Regions from separate parts of the Danio rerio genome. Here region 2 is linked to region 1. The links are chromatin contacts, called in public HiCAR-type maps. All regions are on one chromosome and are shown on one strand. Each heading gives the region's core, a stretch centred on a gene start, on an enhancer-like site or on the middle of the called end of the contact. The rest is flanking DNA. Distances are from core to core; before and after follow the strand shown.

Evidence for each region. HiCAR-type assays count read pairs that join an accessible place to other places.
Region 2: a HiCAR-type map of caudal fin shows a contact between it and region 1, with 4 times the contacts expected there. The contact joins the promoter of gbgt1l5 here to the enhancer-like site in region 1. A contact is called at or near these places in 8 of 18 Hi-C or Micro-C datasets (caudal fin, embryo, hematopoietic stem cells and 1 more) and 1 of 4 datasets of contacts at active chromatin or transcription factors (caudal fin).

The regions. Positions count from the first base shown.
Region 1 is chr5:25,561,113-25,564,416 of GRCz12tu, forward strand. The region is part of intron 9 of emid1 (EMI domain containing 1); the gene reads right to left. Among named protein-coding and RNA genes, the nearest start is that of rhbdd3, 22 kb to the left of the region's middle. Within about 2 kb of position 1,774, at least 12 of the 62 cell types and tissues checked have an H3K27ac peak or open chromatin away from gene starts, as enhancers often do. A contact at or near this core is called in caudal fin, where this site is marked.
Region 2 is chr5:25,696,858-25,700,016 of GRCz12tu, forward strand. gbgt1l5 (globoside alpha-1,3-N-acetylgalactosaminyltransferase 1, like 5) reads right to left here and starts at 1,835. Exons shown (of 4, transcript NM_001123269.1): 1 at 1,761-1,835. The coding sequence starts at 1,813.

The DNA.
Region 1 (3,304 bases), core at 524-3,023:
CTGTTGGTCTGTCTGTCTCTCTTTCTCTCGGTCTGTCCATCCATCCATCCATCCATCCATCCATCCATCCATCCATCCATCCATCCATCCATCCATCCATCCATCCATCCATCCATCCATCCATCCATCCATCCATCCATCCATCCTTCCGTCTGTGCCTTTGTGTGTGCCTATCTTTCCATCTCTTTTCTGTCTGTCTGTCAGTCTGTCTTTCTCTGTCTATCCATCTGTCTGTCTGTTTGCACAGCACTTTTCTGGCTGTCTATCTGTCCATACTTCTTTCTGTCTGTCTGTCTGTCCATCTGTCTCTCCATGTGTCTGTCTGTCTGTCTATCTGTATGTCTGTGTGAGCCTGTCTTTACATCTCTTTTGTCAGTCTGTCTCTATCTCTGTCCCTCCGTCTGTCTGCCTTCTGTCTGTTTGCCTGTCTATCTCTATTCTGTCTGTCGGTTCACCTGTCTTTCCTGTTTGTCCATGTGTCTGTCCATCTGTCTATGTCAGTCTGTCTGTCCATGTATCAGTCCATACGTCTTTGTGTGTGTGTCTGTCTGTCCGTCTGTCTGTCTGTATCTCTCTCTCTTTCTCTCTCTCTGTGTCTGTCCATCCATCTGTCTGTCTGTCTATCTGTATGTCTGTGTCTGCCCGTCTGCCTTCTGTCTCTTTGCCAGTCTGTACATCTCTATTCTGTCTGTCTGTTCACATGTCTTTTCTGTCTGTCGGTCTGCCTGTCCATATGTCTGTCTTTCCACCTGTCTCTCTCACTTTCTATCTGTCCACCTGTTCGTCTGTCCATCTGTCTATCCATGCATCTGTCTGTCTTTCTGCATGTATCTGTCTGTCTGTTTGTCTGTCTCTCTCTTTCTATCCATTCATCTGTCTAGCTGTCTATCTCTATGTCTGTGTGTGCCTGTCTGTACATCTCTTTTCTGTCTGTCTCTATGTCCATCCGTCTGTCTGTAATCTGTCTTTTTGCCTGTCTGTTTATTTGTCTGTCTGTCCATCTCAATTCTGTCTGTCTGTTCACCTGTCTTTTTTTGTCTGTCAATCTGTCTGTCCATGTGTCTGTCCATCTATCGGTCTGTCTGTCAATGTGTCTATCTGTCTCTGCATTTCTGTCTGTCCATCTGGCTCTCTCTCTTTCTGTCTGTACATCTATCTGCTTGTCTGTCTGTACATGTTTTTTTTGTCTGTTCATTTGTCTGTCTGCTATCTGTCTCTCTCTCTGCCTACCTGTCTATCCATCTGTCCCTTTCTCCATCTCTCTGTCTGTCCATCTATCTATCCACCCTTCCATTTGTCCATCCCTCTGTCTCTCTGTGAGTCTCAGGCCTCAGCAGGTAAGTCTGCTGTAACCTCTGTGTCTGCAGGGCATTTCTGAGCTCAGACGCAGACAGGAAACTCCAATAAAGACAGTGTTTTTCTATTGAAGCCCCATGCGGACCCTTTAATTGTCCTGATTACTTTGAAGGTAGAATCATGGGAATAACAGCTTTAACTGAGTTATAAAGTTCTAAGGCCCCTAAATTGAAAATTCTCAAACTTTATGAGGTCTGGGCAGGCCTGTGTCCCGTTCAGCAGAGAGCAGATATAAAACTGAGGCGAGGTGAAGTGTCAGTCAGCTACACGGGCCAGTCCTCCCCGAGAGTGACGACACACACACTAAAAAATTATTGCTTCTATTATAAAACACTCCCTCGTGCTTGGAGCTTAACTGAGTGTACGTCTCAAAACAGAGTACACACACACATGCTGTTTTGGCTGTGCACATCTGGAAGCGGTTGAGTGACATCAGCAGCAGGCAGACAGACAGGTCTTTTCCCCCAGCATGTGGCTGTTGAGTCTAGCCTGCATTACCTCCTGAAACCTGCCATTTTAATCAATGGCGGGACGGAGGGGAGGAGTAATGAGAGAGGAGATGCCCTGAAGTTAGTCTAATTCCTCAATCCAGCCCTCTTTTTCTACTTATATTTATTCCGGGCTCATTTAAAGGGGTCATGACATGTGGAATCAAAGCTGTCTTGATCTTTTTACATATAAGAGATTTTTATTCGATTAAAACATTCAGCACGTTTTAATACATGAAATTTCCTCCTTGTTGAAAACAAATCATTTATGTACTTATACAAAAGGAAAACAGAATTAGCATGCTTGCGTTTTTGTACAGATTTCAGGAGGTATTGGGAACAAGTAGATTTATTCAAGTATATGTTTATTTTTAATAATACATTTAAATTTGTACTTTTTAAACATGTTTTTTCAGTGTTTGACTGCAGACTATTTTGCAAAGGCACAGTGTAATGGAAAGATCTTCAAGAGGATTTTGTAGAAAAAAAGCAATCAGCTCTACATGATCTTACAGAAGGTATAATTCATTTCACAATGCTTTGCCTGCAATTCAGGGTTTTATTATGGATAACTGTTGTCATATATATATATATATATATATATATATATATATATATATATATATATATATATATATATATATATATATATATATATATATATATATATATTTGTTTTATTTTCTAGCATTAGCCAATCACAATATTTTACCATTTACTGACAAGATTTAAAGGAACTGCACATTAAAATCAGGCTTTTCACACACAAACAAACATCTTGAAAATATTTTTTCTGCATATATTTGTATTTTTTTAGTATAAAAACATACATAGTATGTTAGATTTTGATGATAGAATCATGCAGTTGCAGCGAATCTCCCGTTCCACCACATCCCAAAGGTGCTCTATTGGATTGAGCTCTGGTAACTGTGGAGGACATTTAAGTACAGTGAAGACATTGTCATGTTCAAGAAATCAGTCTGAGATGATTCGCGCTTTATGACATGGTATGTAATCCTACTGGAAGTAGCCATCAGAAGATGGGTACACTGTGGTCATAAAGGGATGGACATGGTCAGCAACTATACTAAGGTAGTATGGTAAAAAAAATAAAAGGTAGGTACACCACCTACCTTTTATTTTTTTTATTAATTTTTTTTATTTTCATTGATACGATGCTCAATTGGGCCCGAAATTGGGCCAAAGTGTGCCAAGAAAATATCCCCCACACCATTACACCACCAGCCTGAACTGTTTATGCAAGGCAGGATGGATCCATACTTTCATGTTGTTGATGCCAAATTCTGACCCTACCATCTGAATGTCACAACAGAAATCGAGACTCATCAGACTAGGCATCGTTTTTCCAACCTTCTATTGTTCAATTTTGGTGAGCCTGTATGAATTGTAGCCTCAGTTTCCAGTTCTTAGCTGACAGGAGTGGCACTTGGTGTGGTCTT
Region 2 (3,159 bases), core at 585-3,084, 140 kb after region 1:
AAACTGTGCAGAGCTGTAGCTGCTTAGGCCTACTACGTGATTTTATTTCAATACTGGTCATTTGGTGGTACTTGGAGGGACAATATTTTCTGAGGTGGTACTTGATGAAAAAAGTTAGAGAACCACTGATATTGCAGATAAATAAAGACCTTAATCAGAAATGAGAAACATTCAAATTAAGATTGAGTTAATACATGCATGCATTCAATTTATATTAATTCAGTATAACAATAATTTACCATGTTTGTACAGAACATAATAAAATCTTTAAGTTCTACTAACATAATTTGAGTTTGTTTTCTCATAGATTATTGATTCACACATGTATTCGCTTTTACTCTCTTCAATTTTTCGCACAAAAACCCACTGATGAAACCTATATCATCGCATTCATGATGATTCACTTAAAAAAATAACTCTGTACCATTTTCTTAATGCCTCAATGCAAGCTTGTTTTTATTATCTGGTGCAGAATTGTTGAATTTTTTGTATTGTAATACACTACCGGTCAAAGGTTTGGGGTTCGTAGGATGGTTAAATGTTTTAAAATAAGCTTTTCCTGCTCACTAAAAATGCATTTATTTTATCAAAAATACAGTCAAAATTGTCAAATGTTATAGGACTATAAAATAACTGTTCAATTATAGTTTATCATTTAATGTTATAATTTATTCCAGTGATTTTAATGATGAATTTTTAGCTTCATTAATCCACAAGTCACCCAATCTCTCAGAAATCACTCTAATATGAAATATAATAATAATAATAATAATAATAATAATAATTATTATTATTATTATTATTGTTATTATTATTATTAATAGTAATAAAAGCAATAATGACTGGAGTATTCATTTATTTGAAACCACATAGAATAAAACAGTTATATAAAATGTTTTAATAAACATTTAACAATTTAACCATTTTTTGTGTTAAATAAACGCCGCCTTGATAAACAGAATCAATTTCTTTAAAGACAAAAAGACATGAAAAAAAACTCACCCCAAACTTTTGAGCCATAGTGTACGCTTCCTAATGTCTCTTCAAGAAATGCTTGTAGTACTCTTAAACGTGTCACTCTGTGTAAAAACACTTGCAAATAAATATTTATCGATGTTTTATAAAAAAGTTATTGTCTGCTGATATTACTTAAATGCCCAGCACAACAGAATTAACCCAACAGTGCTTTAAGTAAAAGAAATGTTTATAATATATACAGAAAATCAAAACTAAAAAAAAAAATAAAAATTGTGATAATACAACCTAAAGAACTGTTCCGCAGTTATATTTCACATGTATTTTAGCCATATTTTGAATTATACAATGCTTTGTGTTATGTATTTAAAGTACTGTACAAAGAGAATTATCAGAATATTCCCATTAGAGAATAGACTAATTAAAATAACCTGTTGTTCCAAGATAACATTTTACAATTGAATTCAGCAGGTGAATCAACGCATGCTACAATTCAGTCTACAAAGGTGTTAAAGGAGTGTACAAATGTTATTTTCACACCCACTTTAGACACGACTGTAAGTGACGTTTTAACAACGTGTCATCTACTAACCTAAAACTCAATCCTCTATTAATACTCTAATGAAAGTTACTTAGCATGTGCTTGCAAAGTTGAGTAAATTTAGAAAAATAAAGTGGACTATCAAATTAAAGTTCAACCAAATGAGTACAAATAAGCAGCAAATTATATCTCAACTTAAAAAAATATTTCAACCAGAAAGCCAAAAGATCCAGTAATTACATACCCAGTTAGACAGAAGCCAGTCAGTATGAGTAGAGATAAGACTTTAAGTTTCATTCCTCTTGACTTAAGTATTGTTGCTCTAACAATCTGGATCATGTCAAGGAAAGCAGAGTGTGTTGCAATAATCAGGAAATAACCTTGGTTTATAGAGCTTGCTGTTAGGTGATCATGTGGCCTGCATTGTAAAAAAAAAAAAAAAAAAGACAATATGTTGTCACAACACAAATCGATTAAGTTAACTTTATAGTTTTTAAAAAATTAAGTGAATTGAACATAAAAATAAAAATTGAAAGAACTGTGCGGTTTTAACCTATTTTGATAAGTACTTTGAACAAGCAGCAAAAGTAATTTTAGAGTGTAAAAGATCTGTAAAACCCCAAAAGTAAAGGTAACTCAAACCATTTGAGGGAAATGATTGCAACAAACCATTTAAGTTCAAAAACTATTCCTAATGAGTACTGTGAACTTAATCCATTTGAGTAAATGAAGCAATTTGAGCACAGTAAAATCAGATAATTGAAGAGAACTCAAAACAACCGAGTACTGTAAAACCCAATAAGTTAAGACAACTCAAACTGAGGAAATTGATGGCTACAAACCATTTGAGTTAAAAAACTAATCTAGATGAGTACTGTGAACTTACTCCATTTAAGTTGAAGTAATGAGGAATTTAATTTAAATAAAAATATAAAAATTTATAAAAATATAAAAAAAGAGTTTTGAATTTAAAACTCCTTTTCAAATGAGTAGAATTAACTTTTAGTCAATTTTGAGTAGACTACACTCATTTCATTTGATAAAGTTGACTGTTATCTGTCCTGTGATAATGACCCTATACAATCACATTTTATAGCTGTCTATATTCTGGCTAACAACTATTTCACTCTTGTTAAACATGCATAGCAATATTCATGAAACAGTGAGATGCAGTTTTGTTATACAAACTAATCGTAAAATAGTTACATATTCGTAAAGAAGTTGATGAGTTGGCTAACAGCAATTTCCTCAAAAAAAGAGAGAAAGACATGAAAGCCTTTCTAAACAAACACTTGGATCATGAGATATTGAACATAATGAAACCTCTGCAGAACTTTCATTTCTGCATTTTTGTCATATTTTTTTTTGTTCCTTTGTATACTATTCATGTTTGATATGATGAGTGAAACACATAATGTTCAAACAAAAGTCATTTAAAGGGTTTGAAAATAATTTTATGTTCCAAAAAAATTAATGACTGAATGAAATCAACGACAGAGCTTTAATTTTTGGATGGAATATCCCTTTAACTAGGTATATAAACGGGTCAGTTTTTGATAAACCTGACATTTTATAAGAGGACACTGCTAAATCTTTTTGACGCAATTTGAGAGGAAGATTTGAGTGCAGTCTGAGAATGAGGG